Regions from separate parts of the Mus musculus genome. Here regions 1 and 3 are each linked to region 2. The links are chromatin contacts, called in public Hi-C and HiChIP or PLAC-seq maps. All regions are on one chromosome and are shown on one strand. Each heading gives the region's core, a stretch centred on a gene start, on an enhancer-like site or on the middle of the called end of the contact. The rest is flanking DNA. Distances are from core to core; before and after follow the strand shown. Region 1 overlaps Srcin1 (SRC kinase signaling inhibitor 1). Region 2 holds the start of 2410003L11Rik (RIKEN cDNA 2410003L11 gene). Region 3 overlaps Srcin1 (SRC kinase signaling inhibitor 1).

What was found. Hi-C and Micro-C count contacts between places; a contact is called where the count stands out from the background. HiChIP or PLAC-seq counts read pairs in DNA pulled down with a chosen protein or histone mark.
Region 1: a contact with region 2 is called in a Hi-C map of bone marrow-derived macrophages, with 51 read pairs. The contact joins the enhancer-like site here to the promoter of 2410003L11Rik in region 2. A contact is called at or near these places in 1 of 15 datasets of contacts at CTCF or cohesin (pro-B cells), 31 of 484 Hi-C or Micro-C datasets (the AML12 cell line, the Ba/F3 cell line, the HPC-7 cell line and 24 more), 19 of 115 datasets of contacts at active chromatin or transcription factors (the 230-238 cell line, the SCID.adh cell line, VIP interneurons and 13 more) and 4 of 9 other capture datasets (adipose tissue, embryonic stem cells, liver and 1 more).
Region 3: a contact with region 2 is called in an H3K27ac HiChIP or PLAC-seq map of embryonic stem cells, with 19 read pairs. The contact joins the enhancer-like site here to the promoter of 2410003L11Rik in region 2. A contact is called at or near these places in 11 of 39 promoter capture datasets (the C10 cell line, cranial neural crest, embryonic stem cells and 5 more), 21 of 484 Hi-C or Micro-C datasets (the AML12 cell line, the Ba/F3 cell line, LSK cells and 15 more), 26 of 115 datasets of contacts at active chromatin or transcription factors (the 230-238 cell line, the HPC-7 cell line, PVALB interneurons and 18 more) and 4 of 9 other capture datasets (adipose tissue, embryonic stem cells, liver and 1 more).

Annotation. Positions count from the first base shown.
Region 1 is chr11:97,530,531-97,534,342 of GRCm38.p6, forward strand. It overlaps Srcin1 (SRC kinase signaling inhibitor 1), which reads right to left. Exons shown (of 20, transcript NM_018873.2): 9 at 3,222-3,314; 10 at 2,935-2,978; 11 at 2,492-2,682; 12 at 1,274-1,449. Among named protein-coding and RNA genes, the nearest start is that of 4933428G20Rik, 32 kb to the left of the region's middle. Within about 2 kb of position 1,346, at least 55 of the 459 cell types and tissues checked have an H3K27ac peak or open chromatin away from gene starts, as enhancers often do. A contact at or near this core is called in the AML12 cell line, the Ba/F3 cell line, the SCID.adh cell line and 5 more, where this site is marked.
Region 2 is chr11:97,597,162-97,600,513 of GRCm38.p6, forward strand. 2410003L11Rik (RIKEN cDNA 2410003L11 gene) reads left to right here and starts at 1,350. Exons shown (of 4, transcript NR_045496.1): 1 at 1,350-1,506.
Region 3 is chr11:97,510,186-97,513,893 of GRCm38.p6, forward strand. It overlaps Srcin1 (SRC kinase signaling inhibitor 1), which reads right to left. Exons shown (of 20, transcript NM_018873.2): 20 at 1-2,463. The coding sequence ends at 2,329. Among named protein-coding and RNA genes, the nearest start is that of 4933428G20Rik, 12 kb to the left of the region's middle. Within about 2 kb of position 1,321, at least 81 of the 459 cell types and tissues checked have an H3K27ac peak or open chromatin away from gene starts, as enhancers often do. A contact at or near this core is called in the Ba/F3 cell line, the HPC-7 cell line, the SCID.adh cell line and 9 more, where this site is marked.

The DNA of each region.
Region 1 (3,812 bases), core at 96-2,595, 67 kb before region 2:
AAGGAAAAGATGGGGAAGCGGAGGAAACAGAATCCCTGACACAGCGTGGCAGTCTCCGGTCTGCTTAAAGATCTGCGGTGGCTGTCACTACGTCATCCCACCGAGACAGGATGGTGACTTGGAGTTACTGCTGCTGGCTCATTACCATGTAAGGGGGCTCCTCACTGCATTTCAGCTGCATGGGGGGGTGTGACACAGGATCTTACCTTAAACATTACCAAAATGCATACCAGGTTTACCTGGGACCCCATTGTGTGACCACCTCATAAAGCCCCGGTAAGGCCCCAAATATGACTTAGTGGGGTAGCACCCTAGAACAGTTTTCTTGGCTCCCTGGTTCTAAGTCCCTTAGCACAGTCAGGCCCTCAGCTGTTTCCAAAAGAACTGTAAAAATATCAGCACTGATGACAATGCTGAAGCACGGAGGGGGTGGCAGCCACCTTCTTCACGTAGCCCCTAGATTCTGGAGCTGTCTCTGGATCCCCTACTGCCCCGTGTCACTAAAAAGGACCACAAGAAAGGAAGGGGCCTTTGCCTCAGCCCAAACAACTCAGGAGAAAAGGCTGCGGTTAGATGATGGCGCTGCTTCCTGAATGGACAGGGGAAAACTGCAGCATCCCCCTTCGCAGGTGCCAGACAATGGAATTGTGGCCAGACAGCCATTTGCTAAATCTGGATCAGACAGTCTTCTGTTAACCCTTCCATGTCTAAGCAGGGTTGGGTTATTCTCTGTTTATCCTTCTTCAAGACTACTAGAGCCTGGCTTCACTTTGCAGAGGAAGGGAAGGGTTTTCTTTGATGCTTGGTCTCAGGGATCAGGGTGGTAAGGGGTCAGGAACCACCTGGGCATGTGACAACATCCCTGTCGTTGCACCTTCTGGTTCAACCCAAGGGTGAAGCTGTATTGGTCTTAGGTCAGAAGGAAAGCAGGCACAGGGTAGAGGGAAAACAGACGGCTGGCGTTATGAGAGTAGGCAGCAGGCCATAGGAAGCGATACCATGGCAGAGGCAGGCACCAAGCCAGAAAAAAAGAAATCAGGAATTGTGCCAGATGGCCAAAGGTTTGTGGGTCATAGAGAAATCAGGCCACAGTGAAGGGTGAAATCAGACTTCAGAACACCAACAAACGTCATCTGTGATTTCAAATAAAGGACCTGCACCTTCCATATGAGCCAGGCTGTTCACCGAAGCCGCATCGTGCCCCCTTCTCCCCTGAGAAGTCTCCGGTCCTCTCCCCACCCCGCAACCCCTACACGCCTGGACCCAGCCTCACTTGAGCTGCTGAGTAATGAGCTCCTCGTCGTTGAGGTAACGCAAACGCTCCTCCTCCACCAGGGTGCGCTGCCGCTGCAGCGGGTCCTCCTGCCGCCGCGCCGCCTCCGACACGCGCATGCTCAGCTCCGCCTCGGTGCGCTTCAGCAGCGCGCGCACCGACTCCTGGTTCTGGAGCTGCGGAACGCAAGAATGCTCGCGTGGACCGGGTGGAAGGAGGACGCATGTTGGGAAGGGTGGGCAGAGGGCAGCCCCGCGTAAGCAAAGCTTCACAGAAGACTGGGTTGCTGGGCTATGGGTGTGTGCTGCCCCGAAGGCGTGGCAAGGTAGAGAGAGGAGTTGGGGAGAACCCAATAGGAGATCCCGGCCAGGGATGATAAGGCTCATGGAGGAGGCAAAGTTATACTGGGCTTCACCCAAGGCGACATGGCTGTGAGCAGCGGCGAAGACTGGGACAGCTGGGCAGGGAGATCAAGGTTATATTCTGGAGAAATATAGGGGCAGAAGAACAGGATGAGAATTTCTGTGGCCAAAGAGTAACACTAGATAAGGCCCTGACGACAGTGTGACTGTGGACCTGTGGCCTCAAGAAGCCCTGAGTGGAGACAAGACCTGAGGTGAAGGATTCAAAGTGAGATCTATAGGGTCTGCCGATGTAGTAGGAACTGCAAGACGAGTGCCCCAATTGACGTGGGTGGCCAAGATCTTATCTGTGGCCCAGATGGCAGCTCTCTGCCCTCCGCTCCCAGCTTGTCTCTGCTCATTATCCTCACCTGACAAGCCCTAAGCCCCTCTTGAAGAGCCGGCACGAAGATGCCAGGCTCCTGACAGGTGGAACCATCTGCCAGGCAGGGAGGGACAGCCACTCCAGGCTCAGAAAGGGGGAGCTGAGGAGACTTGGGGAATAAGGTTACAGGATCTGAAGGAACTGGGACCACCGCAAAGGATAGTGCATGGAGGGAGTGGTGGGCACAGCTCAGAAATGAGGAAGGGGACTAGGACTCAATGACGTGTCGGGGCTTGGTGAGGTTTAATAGTTAAGTGGAAACTAGAAGGGGAGGCAGACAATGGGTCTGAAGAAGGACCACTGAGCAATGAGGGACTCCGCTCGCTGGAGCGAAATGCTGGGGAAAGGTGGGGCAGCATTTGCAGAGAGGTTACAGCTGGTAGGTGAGGGTGGGGTAGGTGGGGTGTGCGGTGGGCGGGGAGGGGGCGGTACCTGGAGCTTGCGCAGCTGCTGAAGCTGGCCACGCAGGTCGCTAGCGCTGTTCTGTAGGCCACGCAGATGCAGCTGCATCTGCAGACGGCTGACAGCAGTGGGCTGCCCTGCAGGGGTGCTGCTGGCCGAGGGCGGGGGAGGGCCCGACACCGGAGTGGCCCCGCTACTCTTACTGCCTGACCCACACACTGCTGAGAGAGACCAGAAGAATGAGCCATCAGGAGAGTGGAGCAAAAAGGGAAGGGGCGGGGCCTCTCCACTCGAGGCCCCACCCCCAGCCAGAGAGGCACTGTCTGGTTATGACTGTCTACCCCAAGTGATGGTGAGTTCTCGCAGGAGTAAAGTGGAAATCTGTGGCTCGCCCATGATGTAGCTACTCAAGCTCCAGTTAAGGATTAGGAAACTAACCCTAAAACTCTGAGAGGAAGAGAAGAGTCACTCACGTGCTGAGGGAGTGGCTGCTCCATTGGAGCCTTCAACCTTCTCACTGTGAAGGAAAAAAATAGAAAATGTCCACGGGGGCCTGGACTGGCCTCAGGCCATCAAAGCTGAATGGGACCTTAAGCATCACCCAGCTCCCTGATCTTAGGATAGAGCCAGGGAAAACAGAAGGGAGTCGGAGTCACACAGTAGACACAGGGCTTCTAATTTAGCTCACTGTCCGTATCTCTGCCTCAAACTCAGGCCCTGACAGTGTGTTGAGGGGGGGCGGGAAGGGGTGGACTCTCACCTTGGGGTCTCCGGCTCTGAGCCTCGCAGTAGGGCACTCTGTACTAGGCCAGTGAGGCTGGCAATCTGCTTCTCCATAGCCTCCATGCGTTCCCTGGGGAGGAGGGTGGGAATCAGCCCCTCCTGTAAAAGCGTGTCCCTCCTGCCCAACCTACTTCCTACCTCTAAGATTAGCAACTAGGGGACAGTTAGTCTTCCCCTGACTGGCCCACGGGATCAAACCCCCTAGCTCTCCTCTGCCTCTCTCACCAGGACCACCTCTACACATGTCTGAAATCCCAGCAGTTGTGTGTGTGTGTGGGGGGGGTGGCCTCGGCCACCCAACAAGACCCGGTCCCAAGAACATGAAACACAAACACAAAAAAGCCCAATTCCGCCCCCCCCCCCCCCGTCCCGAGCCTGCTCCAGTGGATTTCAGCGGGGCTATGTGCTGGACAGCTCACTGCCCGCCCAACACTAATAAAGGGGCAGGGTCAGCGCTCCATTTTACTGCTGGGTAAACTAAGGCTAAGGAAATAAATACAAACGTGGGTCTCTAGAAGTATCACTTGAGGCTTCACCCATCCCTCCAATGTCCTCCCTGCCAGATAGG
Region 2 (3,352 bases), core at 100-2,599:
TCTGAGGAGAAAGGGAGGGGATAATAGGGAGAGGAAATTGAAGGTGGAATTGGAGGAGGGGCTGTGTTTGGGATGTAAAGTGAATAAAGAAATTAATGAAAAAAGAGATGTCTCCTAATCTTAAATAAATTAATATATTTCTAAAAAAAAAAAAAAAAAAAAAAAAGAAGGTAGCCCTAGTACACAGGCATACAGTACCATTCTTACACAAGACCCTATATCAAAAAGTAACAAAAATTATATTAGTTCTGCCCCTAATTTTTCATAAGCTGAATCAACACCAATAACCATCCTAGAAAACCATTTTGCAGATCAAAAGTCGAATTCTTTTTTTTTTTTTTTTTTTTTTTTTGAGACAGGGTTTCTCTGTGTAGCCCTGGCTGTCCTGGAACTCACTCTGTAGACCAGGCTGGCCTCGAACTCAGAAATTCGCCTGCCTCTGCCAAGTCAAAAGTCGAATTCTTATTGGCTTACATACTCAGGAGGCAGAGGAAGGTCGATCCCTGTGAGTTTGGGGCCAGCCTGGTCTATAGTTCCAAGACAGTCAGGGCTACACAGAAGAAGGCTGTCTATATACATACATACATACATACATACATACATACATACATACATACATACATACAATTTAAATAAAAATAAAGTCAGCATGGTAGCATAGCACATGTCTTTAATTCCAGCACTCAGGAGTCAGAGGCATGAGAATATGTGATTTTGAGGCCAGACTGATCTACAAAGTGAGTTTCAGGACAGTTACACAAAGAATTCTGTCATGAAAAACCAAAGAGCCAAAATAGTAATAATAATAATATCAAAATAAATTTAATTATTTTCTGTTCCTTTTTAAAAATACATTTATTTATTGTGTGTGCACATACCTTCTTGAGTGCTGCTGTTTTTTATTTATGTATTTATTTATACTTTGTGTGTGCGTTTATTTTATGTATACGGGTGCACCACTGCTGTCTTCAGACACACCAGGAGAGGGCATCAGATCCCTCTTACAGATGGTTGGGAGCCACCATGTGGTTGCTGGAAATTGAACTCAAGACCTCTGGAAGAGCAGTCCGTGCTCTAAACCGCTGAGCCATCTCTCCAACTCCGTGTGTGTGTGTGTGTGTGTGTGTGTGTGTGTGTGTGTGTGTGTGCATAGAGGTCAGAGGACTTGAAAAGGCAGTTCTCTCCTGTGGTGGTTTGAGTGAGAAGGGTCCTCATGGATTCATATATTTGAATGCTTTGTCTGAGTTTGGGCTGACTTCTGGGAGGGATTAGGAGGTGTGGCCTTGCTGTAGGAGGTGGGTCATTGGCAGCTGGCTTTGAGATTTCAAAACCCAGAGCCTTTCCCACCCAGTTAGCTGTCTTGTCTCCTTGATGGCTGCTGTCTCAACATAAGTTCTCAGCTCCTGCTCTAGAGCCATGCTTGCCTGTTTCCATGCTTCTCCAGACGATGGTCATGAACTCTGCTGCCCTCCGGAATCATGAGCCCCAGACTAAATGCTTTCTTACGTAAGTTACCGTAGTCATGGCGTTTGGTCTCGATGCGACAGAATAGTAGTTAGCTAAGACACTTCCTGGCGATCCCAAACTAGGGTCCTCTGGCTTGGTGGCAAGAGTCTTCACTTGCTGACCCCTCTCTTGGGGCGTCGTTTGTTTTTATTTTTGTGTATATGCTTATTTGCACATGGGTTGTGTGCATATCTGTGCAGGTATGTTAATGCACATGTGCGGAGGTCAGAGGATAACCTTGGACGATATGATTATACACTTTTCTGCTTTTTTGTTTGTTTGAAACAGTCTCACAAGCCTGGAGTGTCCCCAAGTGGGCTAAGCTAGCTGGAAGCTACATGGGGCGGAGACTGGACGTGCACGCCATCTTGCTCGTGTTCTGCCGGGGGTTGGGGAAACTAACGGGCTTCAGACTTGTAAGGCAAGCACTTCATTGACTGTGTCATTCCGCTGGCATTTGGGTGTTGTTTTCTCTTGTTTTAAACGGGGTCTCACTGTGTTAGAGTGATATTTTTGTACATTGTGTGAAGATGTGTCTCTGTCCTTCCTTGCCTGCCTAAGGCACCTTCTGATTGGTCAAAATAAAAAGCCTATGGCCTATAGGAGAAGGTAGAATAGAGAGGGTGGGTCATCCAGCGCAGAGAGAGGAACTCTGGGAAAGTCAAGTACCGGAAGACCCGCCACCAAGAAGGAAGTCAGGCTTATGATGCAAGGAGAGGAAACCAACCATGTGGCCGAACTTAGTATAAATGAGTTAATTTAAGAGCTAGTTGGGGAGCAAGCCTAAACTAAGGCCATAATCATCGTAAATGAAAATAAGCCTCCAGCCGGGCAGTGGTGGCACACGCCTTTAATCCCAGCACTTGGGAGGCAGAGGCAGGCAGATTTCTGAATTCGAGACCAGCCTGGTCTACAGGGTGAGTTCCAGGACAGCCAGGGCTGCACAGAGAAACCCTGTCTCAAAAAACAAACAACCAAACAAAAAAAGAAGAAGAAGAAAATAAGCCTCCATGTCATTGTTCGGCAACTGGGGCGTACATGGAAAAGCCTTCGGGTTACAACTACGTATCCCTGGCTAGTCTACAACTCAGTGTGTAAACTATGCTGATCTGTAGAGACCGACCTGCCTCTGCCTCTCGTAAACTATGCTGATCTGTAGAGACCCACCTGCCTCTGCCTCTCAAGTTCAGGGGTTAAAGATGTCCACCACTCCCTTCATTTTGCTTGTTTTTGAAATTGGTTCTCAAATTACAGCCTAGACTGGCCCGGAATTCACAATGTAGATTAGACTGGTCTTAAACCCATGGTAATCCTCCTGCCTCATCTTCCCAATTAGTACAATTATTGGCTGGAGCCACCTCAACCAGCTTAACTATAAATGTATATGAAGGTTGGACTTGGTAGCATGTGTCTGTAATCTTAGCACTCCGGAGACTGAGGCACAAGGATCAAGAGTTTGACACTTTGCCAGCACCTGGGAGGCAGAGGCAGGCAGATCTCTGTGAATCTGAGACCAGCCCAGTCTATAGAGTGAGTTCCTGGACAGCCATGGCTATGTATAGAGATCATGTCTCAAAAACAGAACAAAACAAACAAAACAATAACAAAAAGAGGTTGATGCCAGGATTGGAGAGATAGCTCAGAGATAAAGAGCACTAGCTGCTTTTCCAGAGGTCCTGAGTTCAATTCCCAGCAACCACATGGTGGCTCACAACCATCTGAAATGGGATCCAATGCCCTCTTCTGGTGTGTCTGAAGACAGTGACAGTGTACTCATATACATAAAATAAATAAATCTAAAAAAGAGAAAAAGATTGATGCCAGCCTGTGCTACTTAAAAAAAACA
Region 3 (3,708 bases), core at 71-2,570, 87 kb before region 2:
CACACAAGTTATGTAGGCTTGTGCCAGCGTGTGCACACACACACAGAGGCTGCACACAATCCCATACAAATTCCTTCCAGGACACACTCGCGCAGTAACCAAATTGAAGAACTAGAACTACGCAAAGCCCACGGGGGCCTTGCCTGAGCTCGTGGGGCAGCCCCTGCATGAATAGTCACTTCTTCCACCTCCCTGTCTCTCCACAAAGGACACTCAACTCAGGACAATGACGGAGGGGCGCACACTCAGGTCTCAGGGCTGAGCGGGTGTGGGGGCAAGCAAAGAGTAGCAAGCAAAGAGAAATGGAGTGGAGGGGCCCCTCCCCCTCCCCTCCCAAGCCAGGGGTCTCTGTACAGCCAAATCAAACCAAACTGCTCCACAGGGACTACAGAAACCAGGCCACACGCCTGTCCCCAGCCCCTCCCCTGCCAGACAGTGGCCAGGGAGAGTGTGCTGTGGTTTTCTTTTTTTTTTTTTCTTTTTTAAATATTTATATATATTTATATTACGTATATTATATATATATAATATGTAAATATATTTTTAAAACAATATAAAATGTTAAGACACTTCACTTAAATGTAAAGAGTTGCTTGCAATTAAAAGTAATTGCATCATTGTGAGGTCCTTTTTTTTTTTCTATTTTTTTTAGGTTTTTTTGTTTTTTGTTTTGTTTTTTGTTTTTGTTTTTTTTTCTGGGAGGGATTTTTTTCTTCTTCTTTTGTTATTTTTCAAAAAGGCTTGCTTGCCTTAGTACAAAAATGACCCAAAGCTAGAAAACAAGAGCAAACTAACAAAACAAAAATAGAAATAAAAATAAACAAAATCAAAGAAAGGAAACACAACCCAGTTTTCCCTCCCAACCCAAACCCTCAACAGCTGCCGCTTGGCTTTCCCCTGCTGGGCGCCAGGGTCCTGGGGTTCTGTCCCTTCAATGGCTCCTCTCTGTGCTACTGTGGGACTGGTCCCAAGACCACACCTCTGTGCTTACATGCTTTGTGCTCCAAAGGGAAGCCCCTCCACCTTCCCGATCTTCTTCCTTCTTGCTCTGGCCCCACTGTAGCGGCTGGGGGCCAGGCCAGAACCAAGTCAGCCTCTCCCTTAGACTCCTGGACCCATTCAAAGCCAGTCTGTCCTGTGCAGGACCCCTGCAAGGTATCCAGACTGGAGTACTAACTGGCTCTTCTGCCTTGGGGACCCTCAAACACCTGACAAGTGGTCACCAGATCCCCACCGGCAAGTCGTCGCATCTCATGCCTTCCCTGAAAACCCTCAAATCATAGAGGCTGGCTGAAGGTCAAGTTGCGCCCTCTAGGGGTCAGAGACTTTACTGCACCCACCCGTCCCGTCTCCCTGTATCCCTCAAACCAGACCCTTCCCACCCTCCAAACATGTTTCTAGGCCCTTCCATCTTCCCCACCCCACCCCCATAAAATAAGTTAATGGCATTTAAAGTGCTAAATTAGGGAACTAAAAGTACCAGATGCCCCTCTCAGAACTGCCCTCTCCCAAGGCAGATCCCCAGGGGCAGGCTGTCCCCAGAAGCACCTTCCATAACAGGTGTCCTGGAGACCTCCTTCCATCTGTTGCTAGCACCAGCCGGACACTGAGCAGCAGCGAGCCGGCTTCTCCCCTGGCACCTAGTGTCCCCCCTTTCCCTCCTCACACCCAGCCTTGGCCTCTTCTCTGGGGATCCCCTCCAGCTAGGCCTGCTTCCAGGCCCACCCTGGTTTGAAAGAAAAACCACAGGCCAGCAGCAGAGTTCTGTCTCTTCGAAGGCTGGACAGACAGTGGGCGTCTCCAAGGCCAGGGTCTCCCTTGTCCATTGTCCAGCCTGATGCTGGGTCAGTCCTTGTCCATCTGTTCCTCCAGGAAGGAACCCAGTAACGGGAGGGGGGCCTCGCTCCGCTCCAAGTCTCCGTGGCTCAGAGTTTGTTCCAAGTGTTCTTGGGAAGTTAGAGGAGGTGGGAACTTTGGATGGACTTGGGGGGAGGGGAGGGGAGGAGGGTGAAAGAGCAGAGGGGAAGAAGATGACAGGAAGTGGGCGGAGCAGAGGCCGCTAGGGAACCGGAAGTCAGGGGAAGTTGGTGTGTTTGGTTTTTAGCTTTCTCATTTGCTCTTTAAAAAAGAAAAAAAGGAAAAGAAAGATAATTAAAGGAAATCGCTTAAAAAACCAAAAACACCAAGAGGAGATGAGAGGGCAAAGGGCCATGCCCCCTGCAACCTTTCAGGCGTGAGAGTGGGCAGGGTAGAGCGGGCATGAAAGGAAGGAGGGACGGATGGCGGGAGTATGGGAGGGGCGGGCTGGGGTGGTGGCATGAGGGGCTTCTAGAAGGAGATGGAAGAATTCCTTGCCCCAAAGGAAGTCAATACAGGGATGGAGGTTCTGGAACCAGAGGGCTTTTCTGAGCCGGGGCTTGAGGTCTCATTCGGACCGCTCACCTCTTTAGATGGTTTAGTGGCCTGGAACAAAAACAGGGGTCAGGGGTCAGAGAGAGCAAAGGAGAGCCTTCATGCTGGCTCCTGGCTGAAGTGTTGAAAAATGGGGAAACTCCACAAGTCCAAGAGACAATTAACTGCAAAAGCGAGAACCAGAGGGGGCGGGGCAGCTGGAGAGAGTGCTCCTCTGAACTGGGGGGGACAGGGTGGGGAAGTGTGTCGTCAGGGCACAAAGAAGGTTGAGGGGAGCCATGGGGTTGGATCAAAGGCCTGGAAAGCAGAGTGGGGAGGGGGGGTTCAGTCCATGGTTACTGAGAGAGGAAAGACAGAAGACAGAAGAGACACCAGAGAGACCCAGCCCAGGACAGGCAGAGGGGACAGGGGGTGGGAGGGGGGGTGAGGGAGGGAGAAGAAGTGTATGGTTAGTAGCAACAGGGATGCATCTAAAGCCAGGGCAGATGGGGTCAGTAGCTCAGCCCAGCAGTAAAAGTCCTGCCTCTGACCTCTGTGGGAGACCAGTCCTCACCAGAAGGCCCCTGGTCTAAGCTGGAATGAGCTAGCCCCATCTGGGAACTGGGAGTAGCCACCTGCCACCACCAGCATCCCTCCCAGTTCAGGGATCCCCACTGTGGCCCTCCCTGTTCATGCCCCTCCCCCATCCCAGTCCCAAGTGCCCCTAAGGTAGCTGGAGACCATTCTCTGAGGCACAAGCCGTGCTCCAGGTTTGCCTCCCAGTCAGAATGCCCTGTGCTCACGCGTGCACAACACTCTCCTTACTTCTTTTATATTTGTCCCCCAGGTTTGTTCTTTGGGCCATGGCCTCCAAGGTATGGCTTAAGAACCACCTGTGTCATCTCCAGGGTACATTCTGTGGCATGTGTCACATTCCAGGGAGTCCTTCCAGAGTCATCTCTACTTTTGGGGTGGGACTGTGCATTTTAAGCAGGTGTCACCACTGGGGAATGATGACACACAAGTCAGGCAGCCTCGAAGTCTGTAGCTGTGACCAGGGACTCACCTAGAGTTTAGCTATCAGTGTGATAAATGAATAAACAGCCTTGATTTTAAAAAAACAATAAAAAAACCAGAACAAAGGCTGGAGAGATGGCTCAGCGGTTAGGAGTACTGACTGCTCTTCCAGAGGACCCGGGTTCAATTCTCACCACCCACACAGCAGCTCACAACTGCCTGAAACTCTAGCTCTAAAGTACCTGACACCGTCACACAGACATACATGCAGGAAAAACAGCAACTCACATAAAATGGAAA